2 separate regions of the Canis lupus genome follow, and region 2 is linked to region 1. Evidence: chromatin contacts called from public Hi-C data. All regions are on one chromosome and are shown on one strand. The core of a region is the stretch at or near the end of the contact, and the rest is flanking DNA. Distances in the headings are between cores, read along the strand shown.

What was found. A called contact is a pair of places that touch in the nucleus more often than the background predicts.
Region 2: a contact with region 1 is called in a Hi-C map of blood, with 4 times the contacts expected there. The contact joins the promoter of TM7SF3 here to the promoter of LOC102152522 in region 1. A contact is called at or near these places in 2 of 9 Hi-C or Micro-C datasets (amygdala and blood).

What each region holds. Positions count from the first base shown.
Region 1 is chr27:25,072,496-25,078,483 of UU_Cfam_GSD_1.0, reverse strand. LOC102152522 reads left to right here and starts at 3,341. Exons shown (of 6, transcript XR_005379948.1): 1 at 3,341-3,478; 2 at 5,547-5,841.
Region 2 is chr27:25,918,360-25,925,207 of UU_Cfam_GSD_1.0, reverse strand. TM7SF3 (transmembrane 7 superfamily member 3) reads left to right here and starts at 1,689. Exons shown (of 13, transcript XM_038577124.1): 1 at 1,689-1,844. The coding sequence starts at 1,754.

The DNA.
Region 1 (5,988 bases), core at 2,092-4,591:
TGATACCCAGTTTATCTGGCCTCAGGGAATGATATATACTCCATGAAACAGTGATTCAGAAAACTGAAGCTTCTATGTTCAAGTGCCAATATTGTTTATCTTTTCTTTTGTTTCCTTCAATTCTTTTAGTGGAAAACTTACTAAAATATGTCACACATATCCTCTAAAGTGTTCTACACGTCTTAGAAATAAATACCCTATCCAGATAGTTATAACTATCTGTAGTTATCCATTCTCAATAAATCAGGGTCACCATGATAAACATCACTTTTGCACTATGCATGTCATCTGGGAGTACTGGCATCTGCGCTAAATTCTTTTTGAGTTCTTATATCTGCTTTTTATAGGTTTTTCAGTCTCTTTACTCATGATCAGACTGCCAGCTGTCACTTCTTGATGTGTCAGAGTGCCTGCCTCCAACTCTTATCTAATGTGCTATCTCTGACTTACTGTGGCCTGGGAAACCATTTAACCAAAACTACACCTATTTGAGATGTGTTTAGAATTAGAATAAATAGGCTCTAACAGAAGTACCTGAGGGGCACTTTCTTAAACTGTGTGAGCTTGTAGAATCAGTAACACATTTCTCCCACAACCTTTTTTCTTTATTTCCTTTTTCACATTCTCAACAATGTTCCTTACCAGAACACTTACGCAAAAGCCTCAGATATTTTGTATACTTTTTGATCATCTTATTACATAAAAAAGCAGCTTGCTAATGGCTTTATCCCACACCTAGCCACAGAATAAAGACCTTTCCAAGACAGAAAGGAATTCTTTTATTTGATCATTTCTTTCTCTCAAATTGATAGGAATAGGGGACTGAGGGTCATTAGTGAAAACTGATTTAGCTTTTTAATTCATGATGACCCTGGCCCTGCTTCTGGTGTATAATTTCCTCCACTTTTGAATTTTGGAAATCTGGGGTGGCAGTTACCAGCAAAAGGCATTCTGAGGAACTGGCAGAGAGGTGTGTAGGCCCGAATGATGCCTCTGAATTTAGTCACACCCATCAGAGAGCTTCTGGTAAGAGGTTTCAGACTCTCTACTGAAAAGCAACAGACTTTTCTCCATGAGCCTATAAAATTCAATGAACAGTGGGTATGGGGATACAGGCATTTGTTTTGCTCCAACTATATATGAAGTGCTGTGATAGTGCTGGAAAACCAAAGACTAATAATCTCTGAAGATCTCAAAGTCTAGTGGGGGTGACAGACCTACATGAAAATAAGTGACAGTGCAACATAGTAGGTGCTCTACAGAAGTGAATACAACACTAGGGGGTGAGGCAGGCTACCTTCATCTGCAAATGTCAGAGGCCTAGAGTAGCTGGGTGAATGAGTCCATGGAGCCATCTCCAAGGAGAAGGTTCTTATATACTCTGGTCCTGTGCTGAGCACCAGGGGTTTGATTAGTTACATTTGACTAAGGTCTGAGCACTGATTTCCTCATTTCTCAGTCTCTTTAGAACTTGACTGCTGTACTGGCTCTCACCATCATCTTCTCCTGAGACCCTGAACTGTAAGTTGGGACTGAGGAGCAGGTAATGGTATTTCCTACTGCAAAGGACAGCATTTATAGCATGATAATTTCTAATGTGGTAGGTGTGTGGGGGGGGGAGTACTTAGTACCCCACAAGCAGCTTGCTCTCACCTCAACCACCTCTCTCTCTTACGGAAGGAACTAAGGGGGATTTCTTTCCCTTTAAGGGCATGATGACCCAGGTTCTTTACTCAGTACCCAAAGGGGAAATAAAAGAGAGAGCAGTTCTAAAGGGAAACAAGGAATCCTAAAGTCTATTTTTTAAAACCTCCGGGAGGAAGCTGAAGCAAGCAACTAGTCCAAGGTCACGTAGCTCAGTAAGCAGCAGAATCAGGACTGGAACCAGATGTTTTGGTTCTGAATCCACTGCTCTTTACGTTATTACCCCATAGCAATAATAATGAGGTCACAGGAGACAGTCTGAGCTTTGCTCATGACATGAGTTGAGCCAGTCCGTGTGAGGTCCTAAGAGGCAGAGTATGTTCTGTTGGTGGAGATGGAAGGATGGTCAGGTAACGCCTTTCTAAAACATGGCATGGAGCATGCAATAATCAAAGATGCTGGGGATACCATATTCAAGGCCCCCTACAAAGAACCCTACAATTTCACTGTTTCCTCAATTTGGAGAGGCTCAGAAGTGTGCCTTCTTTTGTTTAGAAGTCCCCACACGGTCTGGCGAGCTCTCCACCTCTGCCTCTACCCTCCCTGCCTATGCGGTTCTGGCTGAACTCTAAAGACGCTCCATGAAAGAAGAGATCAGAGGCCAACTATGAATCCGGACAGAAGGAACACTTAGAATTGAGGAAGTAGGAAGGAGGGCCATTTGCTACAGTTTTTCCGTGGGGTATTTTTAGGGTGCTGTAAACTTTAGCTACAGTTTCAACCTGAAGCCTTTTACATATGGGTAAGCACGTGTGTGAGCCTAGAATATCAAATGTTTCACAACTGAAGCAATGAGGCTCTGCCGCGTAGCCCCGTAAGAAACCTGCTTCCATCTGCGGCTTTACAGGTTCGGTCATTGTGTTCCGCACATTAGTTTTCACAGGGGAACTTCAACCTGGAGCCAATTCCTGTAGACCTGTCACTTAGGGTAAATCCCGACGATTCCCTGTAATACCCCAGTTTAAAGACAAGGACTTCTCCTCCTACGGCGCCTCCCGCGGGGCTGGGATTGCGAGCACCTCTGCCGAGCAAGGCTCCTCCGCGCGGCTCTGCGGGAGCTGGGTGCTCCTCACGTGACCCAGCAGGCGAAGAGACCCGGGGCGAGCCCGCACCCCCGGAGAGCTCGGCCGGCTCCAGCGCGCGCGACCCAGGCTCTATTTCTGGGCTCCGCGTTTGCCACGTGCACCTCGGAACCCTGGCCCGCCCCCCCCGCCCCACGCCCCACGCCCCACGCCAGCTCCCTGCGTCTCCGCACCAGCGCTGCTCCGCGGAGCCTTAAAGCGCGGGGGCAACGACGTCCTCAGCCTTGAGATCTTCAAGGAGCTCTAGGGTTGGAAAGAGAGCAGCATTCTTAGGTTGCCTAGCGATAAACCTGCGGACGGTATCACGCTCCCGGAGGCCGGCGTCCCTCCCCATCCTCCCCTCCCTCCTCCCCCCTCCCACGCCGGGTTCAAAGTACAGCCGCGCGGGGTGAGGGAGCCGGAGCCGGACGCGGCGCTGTCACGTGCGCCCGCACATGCCCAGGCGCACGCTGCGCGGCACGTGAGGCGGGGCGGGGCGGGGCGGGGCGGGGCGGGGGCGGGGAGGCGGCCGCTCGCGGCGTTCCGCGCGTGCGCAGTCGGCCCCCCCAGCCGCGGGCGCCCCGGGAGCGGGAGCGGGAGCGGGAGGCGGGAGGCGGAGGGCCGCGGGGAGGGCCCCGGGCGGGGCTGAGGACGCGCCCTGCCGACAGCTGCGACGCGGTGCTCCCTGCTGAGTCCGAGCGGGCCGGCCCGAGGTAGTCATTCCTCCCGAATTAAAGCTGGCGCCGACCCCGGGCTCCTCGAACCCTTCTGACACAGCAGTTTCCGAGCCGCCCTCCTCGGCGCGGGTTAGAGGAAGGTCGACGGCGGCGCGGGGCGGGCCTGGGGGCGGGGACGTCGAGCCCGGGCTGCGGCGGCCGGGCGGGGGCGGGGGCGGCGGCGGCGGCGGAGGAGGAGGAGGAGGAGGACACACCCGGGCGCGCCGGGACTGCGGCCAGACCCCGTCCTGCCCCGCGCCCGGGCCGCGTCTCGCCGTGGGAGCCCCGGGCGGCGGCGCGGAGCGGAGGGCCCGGCTGCCCAGGCGCTGCCGCTCGCACGCGCCGCCGTTCTGCCGACCGAGCGCCCACTGGTGAAGCGCCGGAGGAGCTAGTTAACTGTGATCCAGTCCGTCGGGGCCTTGCGTGCAGGGTATCCGGTAAAAGAAGGTTTTTTTGTCGCACCAGTGGTTCTGCGTGGTGCAGTAAAGTGAAGGGAATTAATGCAGTGTTAGGAGCTGGAGGGATGGATTGTTTTTTTCTTTTGGATTTATCTTTTTAACGTCTGATTTAAAAAAATTATTTACGAATCCCTTCGCTTGGGGGGGGGGGGGGGAAGAGAAAAAAAAGGTCCGATCTCACGCTTTCACTTTTTCGAAGTGTCGAGGTTTATTTGGTCTTGTAAGACTTCTAAAAATATGCATGTTTAGAAATGATCTAAAATGAGTAATTAGTGTGAAGGAGTCTGGAATTCGTGATGCCCTTTAGATAACCGAGAACACCGAGCGATGTAACAAAAGTAGGGAAGCACCACTACCTCCTGCAAGTACGGTTTTGGTCTTGTGATGGAAAGCGATCTCTGGCATTGCCAGTAATATCTGGACAGGTCAGGTGCCAGTGTTTGCAGAGACATCATAGAGTGGTTGTGTTCTGTCCAGTGTAAAGGGCACAGCGAGGGCCACCCTGGAGACAACTGCTATAAGCTAACAGACGTTCACAGAGCACAAGATGAATTCATTGTTGTTTGCCTTTTAATGATAGGTGAGCATAATGTCCTAGACAGTTTAGTTATTAATAATATCCTGAAAGTTGAAAAGGCAAAGATATATATGTGCTGCTGAAGCGAGCGCTGAAAAAGCAAAGAAAGACTTCAAACATGCACTCAACAAGTTTATATCGAGCTCCTGCTATGTGCCAGGCATTGGGGATACAGCAATGATCCGCATCTACAAATCTTATCACCCATTATGGTGCTCAAAACTTCTGATAAAACCTCACAAGTTCCCAGGCACTTGCCGATCATTATTGTAACAACCAGTGATCAGTATCCCTCTGCACTGGATTTTTTTCAGATGACTTACGAAAAATGCCAGGTTAAAGGAGTAAATCTCCAGTCCCATCAATGGGCACATCCTGTCCTATCCCTTTACCGCTTTTCACTTCCTAGATCTACACTTGTCCCGTCTTCCAAGAGGGCAAGCTTGATGCTTACCCAGAATATTTGTTCTCCCTCATCCATCTGCTTGCAACCCTCAACCCTAGCTGTTTGGATGGCTGATTCCAATCCCACCCCACACCTTCCCCCTGCCTTTAATAGATCTCTGCTCAAATGCTGCTTCTTGAGAGAGGCCCTCCCTGAGCAGCCCAAGGGCCATATATAAAATACCAGTTCTCTCCCATCATTCTTTATTTTTACTCATTTTTTTCTCACAGCATATATCACCCCTGACATAGTGTGTGTATACTGGTGTATATGTACACACAGACACCAGGTACTGTGTGACATGGAGACGTCAGCAGGTGGTAAACAGCCAAAGGCAGTTGGCATCCCATGCTTGCAAATGGGAAAAGACTCAGAGTGGTTTGGAAGCTGATTGAATTTATTGTCACAATAAAATTATAAGATACAATATTAAAGCATTAACTGAGTTCCCCTGACAGGAGAGTTAATATCAATTCCATCTTATCCTAAATGATTGCAACTTACTATGTTAAAAAATTATCTACTTAAATATCTTCTTTGAAATTAAACAATATTCTGATTATTTCTCCATCCCTTGAATTAAAGAGAACAAGCTACAATAGCCCGGCAGATGGAGTAAGTTTCCGAACAAGGAGGATGAACAGCTGTCCGATGGCTCCTGAACCTGTGTAGAAATGAGTGGGACCCTCTGAATTCTACCGGTGATGGATTACACAACACATGCAGCTAAGGCTTGAAGCTCCCGAATGCTTTAGCTCTTAGCTGGCTCTGCCAGGTGTGGTAACCTTTGTCCCCTGGTGAATGAGCTTCTTCAAGGCAAGAGCTAGCGTCATCTATTTATCAGTGTATGCTCAGCACCAAGCACAATACCTGGCACGCAGTAAGCACTCAATATATGGTTGTTGAAATCCAAACCATTCTCTCCATTCCCACAATCATTGCCCTAGTTTCAGGCTTTATCATCTCTCACCTACATTATTGCAAGAATCTACTCAGTGGCCTTTGTCCAGTCTTCCTTTCCCCCAAG
Region 2 (6,848 bases), core at 440-2,939, 850 kb before region 1:
TTGTTGGTATTTGTTGGTATTTTTCGACTTTCATACAATTTAAAATTTTAAGTAGCCAAATCTATCAATATCATCCTTTATTATTTCCTCCTTTGTTTTGTTTTGTTTTGTTTTGTTTTGTTTTTTTTTTTTGCTTAGAAAGTTCCTCTCTTGAATTCTTCTAACCACTTCCTGCTTGGTGCTTCCAGATTCAAATAGATTTTTGCTTAAATAAACTCTTTTTAAAAGAAATTCCTTCCATTCTGAGATCAAGTTTGTTTTTTGTGAAAGGAATATATTTCAGGGTGTCTGGGTGGTTCAGTTGGTTAAGCATCTGACTTTGGCCCAGGTCCTAATCTTGGTGTTTCGGGATTAGCCCTGCCTCTGACCCCTAGCTGAGCTCGGTTTTTCCCTCTCCTTCTGCCCCTCCCCCTGCTCGTACTTGCTCTCTCTTTCTCTCTCTCTCAAACAAATAAATCTTCAAATAAGCATGCATTCCTCCAACTCTCTTATGCTTTTAATGAATACTTTGGGATTTCATTTTGCTGGGGTGAGATAAAGTTCTAATCCTGCATCCCCCATGGGGTGCAGTTAATCAGTTATCAGTTTATTAAGTGCATCCATTGATTCAAATGCTACCTTTATTGTAATCGCTCTTATCATTCTGGGATTTCATCTATTGAAAATTCTAGGAACGAGGACGTGTGGGACAGTGAACAAACACCAGTGGGATGGACAGTGGTACCAGAGCTGTGAACCTTTGGATCAGGTGGCGGGAAAACAGGAAGAGAGTCGTGCCTGTTTAAATTATGATGATTGCTAAAAATAAATAAATAAATAAATAAATAAATAAATAAATAAATAAAGGTGATTGCTATAGGGTGTTAGTTTAGTAGTGGAATAACTGAATTTGTATTTTTCAAGATAGTTGCTCATTAAAATATCCAAATGAAAAGTTAAAAGAGGAGGGAGAAGAAAACAGAGGACTCTTCCCCTAAATAACTGAGTCTGTATCTCGAATCCCACAATTGGCCCACAAGTCACCCGCCACGCGGACTACTGTCCTTTAAACAGCCCTCAGGTGTAAAATTTGAGAGAGGAAGTTGGGTTAAGGTCTTGAGGCTTCGAGGATATTTGCTAGGAGAAAATGAAACTATATCTTTATATGGGGAGCTCATCACTATAGAACTAAAATCCACCCCCCCACCCCACCCCACCCCACCCCCCGTCCCCCGCATTTGTGGGTGTTTCGAGGTCAGGATTCGCAGTCTTCCTCTTCGCAGAGGGCAGTTAAACGCGGCCACAGGAGCGCGCAGACGTTAGGCCGCAACAGAAGATTATTTTTTTATTCTAACGGCGGTTTTCGTAAGTGGTAAAGGTACAAAAGTGAGAAGTGGAGGTTACATCACAGAACTTCCTGGGGTCCCCCGCCCCGTCCCCCCACCGACGCGCGCGGGCCCGCGAAGACTCCGGGCGGCGCGGCGCTCAGCGAGCCCGCGGGGGCGCCGGGAGGAGGCGCGCGCGGGCTGGAGCCGCTCCCGGGTGCTCCCCGGTGGCGCGGGCGGGGGGGGGGGGGGGGGACCCGCGGCGGTGACGTAAGGGGGCGGGGAGAGGCGCGGAGCGGGGCTGCGGGGTTTGGGCCGGAACAGGAAGCCCCTGGGCGGGCGCTGCGGGGCGGGCAGGTGTGCGGCGGGTGCGCCTGGCCAGGGATGGGAGCCGGCGCGAGCGCCCCGGGCTAGCGCGGGCGAGGCTGCGGGGCCGGGCGCCGGCTGCCATGGGGCTCCTTCGGCTGCTGGTGCTGGCGGTGCTGGCGTCCGAGCCCGGCGTGGCCGGTGGCGCCGAGACCGTCGGGAATGCCAGCGAGGGTAAGGTTAGGGACGCCGCGCCTCTGCAGCCTCACGTGAGGCTTGCGTTCCTGGCGAGGTCACGGGCCCCCTCGCGAGCCGTGCGTCGCGCAGGGCAGGTGGTGAGTTCGGATCCGGCGGGACTGGATCAAGGTCCTTTCCTGCTGAAGGAAACTCTCATTGCTCAGGAGGCCTCTCCATCAGCCTCCTAATTTAGGCTGAGGAGTTGGGAAGGGTTAAGGAACTCTCTCTCTCCTGTGCAGGCACGTTTTTAATCTCTCTTAGGTACCAGTCATGTGTTTGTAGGTTGAATTTAACGCATTAAAACACCCTTTTTGGGGCAGCCCGGTTGGCTCAGCGGTTTAGCACCGCCTTCGGCCCAGGTTGTGATCCTGGAGTCCCAGGATCGAGTCCCACATCGGGCTCCCTGCATGGAGCCTGCTTCTCCCTCTGCCTGTGTCTCTGCCTCTCTCTCTCTCTCTCTCTCGCTCTGTGTCTCTCATGAATAAATGAATAAAATCTTAAAAAAAAATAAAACACCCTTTTGCTCTCAACTGGTATATCTGAGACTCAACAGTGAGGCTCGGTGCAGAACTAAGGACTTTATTAATAATGTTCCTCCAAACTGCTGCGGTTCTTTACGCTCCAGAATCTAGATGCTTTTCAAATTGGTTAAATGCTCTACGGAGTTTGAAAGGAAAAGTGAACCCAGAATGGGACTTTGGATAGTATAGGTCATGTGCTCGGTGAATGCGTTTTACTAATAGCTCGTGATTTGTTAATATAAACCGTAAAGAAGCAATAATTGTGCTAGGCTGATGATAATCATGTGCTTTTCCATGAGGTTAATCACGTTCGCTTTGAGCTTAAGAGACCAGTTGTAGTTCTGAACCAATGTATTTTCTGAATAATGTGGTTGTGTTCCTAACTGCTCATCTGAGAAAAGCTCTTGTGCAAACTGAATCATAGAATCATTGCCCAGGACTTAAGGCTGAAAAGGGCAGTTATATATTTGCAGAAAAATAGCCTCGATAATAATAGGGCACTGACATTTCACTGTGTGCAATAACTGCCAGGTGCTTTCCCTGGCATTGTTATCTAATCCTCACAACTCTAGGAGAGGATTATCCTCCTCACTTGCCAGAGGATGAAGCTGAGGCCCTAGATGATGCTCATTACATGGGTGAACTGTTAATAGGGGCACAGAGGATATTTGAACCCAAGTGTGTGTTGCTGCAATTTTAATTTTCATAGTCCTTCCACTTCAACAAAGCTGCTCTCCAATAAGAATATTTTACTTAGTATGGTGTGTTACACTTAATTCTGTGAATTCTCATTTCTCAAAATAGCCTTATGAGGGAGGTAATGGTGATGCTATTCTCATTTTATTTTTTAAAGATCAGAGCATGAGCGAGTGAGCGTGAAGGGGGAGGGGCAGAGGGAGAGGAAGAGAGAATCCCGAGCATGCTCCCTACTGAGATCATGACCTGAGCAGAAACCAAGAGTAGGGCACTCAGCAGACTGAGCCTCCCAGGCACCCTGCTATCTCCATTGAAACTGGTGAAGAATTTGAAAGGTTCAGTTTGTGGTTGATCATGGCTCTTGAGTCAGGAGGGCTGTGAGCCACATCTGTTCTAGTTCTGTACTTTTGTATTTAATATGTCATTCTTGTGCATTCGTATTCAGTACTTTACATGGAATTACATAGTAATTGGAGTTGAGCAGAATGTCATGTGGGCCTTCTAGTATTTGTATTATTGTGGGTAGTAAATTTAAGGTAGCAGGCCATTTGTGTGGTTCCTTGTAAGTGATCTCTTTTAAAAGTATGTGAAAGATAATGTGTATATTTCTGTTTCCTTTTAGCTTTTAGGGTTAATGAAAACTCATAAGATATAAATGAGAAATGAGGAGGCCAACTGAATGCCGGCCAACTTAAGTATTCTGAACTGCTTTTGTTTTTAATAGTTGATCTGAAGAGAATTATGAAGACTTAATTTTCCCAGATCTAGAATTTGGTTGTATCAAAGCATAAACAGGTAAATTTTAGTAAAAACAAAACAAAAATGCCAAAATAGAGCCAGATAATTTTAAGGTTCAAGTTTAGTATCTGATTGGGAAAGAAAAGGGAAAGATTAGGTTTGGGCAGCTCTTTTTAGAAAGAAATTATTGGAAAGAAAAATGGCTCTGGGTAAGAATGGAGGAAGGGTATGAAAAATACCTGAGAGTGCCTGGCAATGGGTCAGATGGCAAAAAATATCTTTGGCAGAAAAAGCAGAGCCATTGTTTTGTAGAGGAGAAGCCACAGTCTCCGTGCTATGTCTCCATGTTAGCCATTTGTCTGCAATATCATTTGATGTGCTTTTTCCTTCCCACTCACAAAGTCATAAGATCTAATTATGCCTCATAAAGTGAATCCCTTTCCAGATGGCCTGTTAACTTCTTCAGGATATATTTTGGATACATGTCTTCTCTTGCTGTGTCTGTTTTTATAAGTTGGAATTAAATGCACATAGCCAGACTATACTGTTAAAGTCTTGATCTTTAATATTTTTCCTTGTTGCTCCATGGAAGTCTCTTTCTCGTTTGATGTTTATGATGGACATACTGGGCATGTATAATCCTTTTCTCTCTTCTAGTTTATTTGTAGGGCCATATGGAATGCCTGACTTCTTTCTTTTAATAAGGAGATGAGTCTCTGAAGTCCTGGAAAGCTAAAGGAAGTTAATAATGCTACTTTATTGTGTAACATTGGACAGTTAAGAATTTTTTTTCCTGTTTTATATTTCAACAGCCAAATGATGTATGAAGTACATGACCTCCATTTCACCTGGGGAGACTGAGGCCCAGAGGTCATAAAGTTCAACCATCATTCACCAAACCTTTTCTATGTGGCAGCTGTGTGACTGGTACTGTACTAGACACCAGTGTGTCAAATATAACAAAGCCCTGCATAGCCAAGAGTCAGACCACAACTGGTTTGGTGAATATGCAATCTTCTATAAAAATTGTGAAGTGGCTAATAGACTGCCAAGGTAATACTGCCAAAGGATTTTCACACAGAAGTTAGGTTAAGGATGACCAAGAATAGGAAAAAATATACTTATCCTTTCCTAATTCATCAAACATTGTGTTAGGAATTCTCAGACTTGACTGAACATTAGAATCACCTGGAGAACTTTTTAAAAAGGCAAGTTGCTGAAGAGACAACTAGAAATTGAAATTTAAAAGAGAAAAAGAGAAATCTATTTTCTAAACATAGAATATTTAGGAGTAATTATAATGGACTATGTAAAGACTTCTACAGAAAAAAATACATTCTTGAGATAAATTGAGAAGCTAAATAAGCAGAAGGTTATTTCAGAGTCATAAATTAGAAAATTAGACTAATAACATAAATTAGAAAATTATATGTTATAAAGATATCATTTCTCCCTAAAATAATACTTTCATTGCCATCCCAGTCAGATTCCTGGCAGCTTTGTGTGTGTGTGTGTGTGTGTGTAAATTGACAAGCTGCTTTCTAAAATATATATGGAAATGAAAACTGGCTAAAATAGTCAAGACAGTCTTGAAGAGAAAACAAATTTGGGGCAGAAATGAAGACAATGTAATATTGGTGTTAGGTTAAATGAATATACCACTGGATTACAATTAAGATTCCAGAAACAAACCAACACATGGTCACTTATGTGACAACTGGAATTGCAGAGTAGAAGGGAAATGGTGGTATTTTCAATAAAGGCTGCTGTGTCAACTGGATATACATATGGAAACATGAACCTTGACCCCCTGTCTCATACCCTATATGAAAACCAATTTTAGATTGATTTTAAACTTAAATGTCTAAACTAAAACAAAGGTCTAGAAAGTTAACATGGGGAATGTGTTCTTATGATCTTAGAATATGTTGGCAAAGATTGGGTTAGAATGACACAAAAAGGACTAAGCATAAAAGAAAAACTCAAGAAATTTGACTACATTAAAATGAAAACTTCTGTTAAAGGTAATGAGAGAGGGAAAAGATGAGCTACAAGAATGGGAGAAGATTTAAGGACAGAATGCTCACATCCATGATGTATAAAGAACTAAAATTCAGGACAGTCTGTGTTTAGAGTGGGCCAAAGTCTTGAACATAGACCCTTTTACCAGGAAAGTATCCAAGTAGCCAATAAACAAAACAAGATATTCTTAACATCTTTAATAATTAGGGAGATGCAAATTGAAATCACAGTGAGATACTATTATGCACCCAACGGAGACACTGATGATACCAAGTGTTGGTGAGATAGTTGGGCAGCTGGAATACTTTTCCATGAGTTAATAGGTGTGTAAAGTGGCAAAACCATGTGGGGATAAATAACTCTTAGGCAGTATCTCCTAAAGCAGAACATAAACATAAGTATACCCTGTTACCTGATGGTTCTACTCTTGGCTTCTACCCAAAAGAAATGTGTACATATGCTCGCCAAAAGACATGTACAAAAAAAAAAAAAAAAAAAACCAACATTTGGAGTTATTCATAATAACTTCAAACTAGAAGTAATCCAAATGTTGATTAACAGAAGAATAGATAAATTGTGGTATATTCCTTTTATGAAGTATGCAGCTGTAAAGATGAATAAGTCATGGTGACAGTAGCTTGGATGAATTTCACAGGTGTGATACTGATTTTTAAAAAGCTAAATACAAAAGAATTCATCCGAGCAGCCCGGGTGGCTCAGCGGTTTGGCACCTGCCTTCGGCCGGGGTGTGATCCTGGAGACCCAGGATCGAGTCCCATATCCGGCTCCCTGCATGGAGCCTGCTTCTCCCTCTACCTGTGTCTCTGCCTCTCTCTCTCTCTCTCTCTCTCTCTCTCTCTCTCTCTCTCTCTGTGTGTCTTTCATGAATGGAGGAATAAAATCTTCAAAAAAAAAAATAACAAACAAACAAAAGAATTCATCCTGTATGATACCACTTAAATTTCATAAGTAGGCAAAGCCCATCGTTGGGGTTTGAAGTTAGGATTGTGGTGTCTCTAGGCAG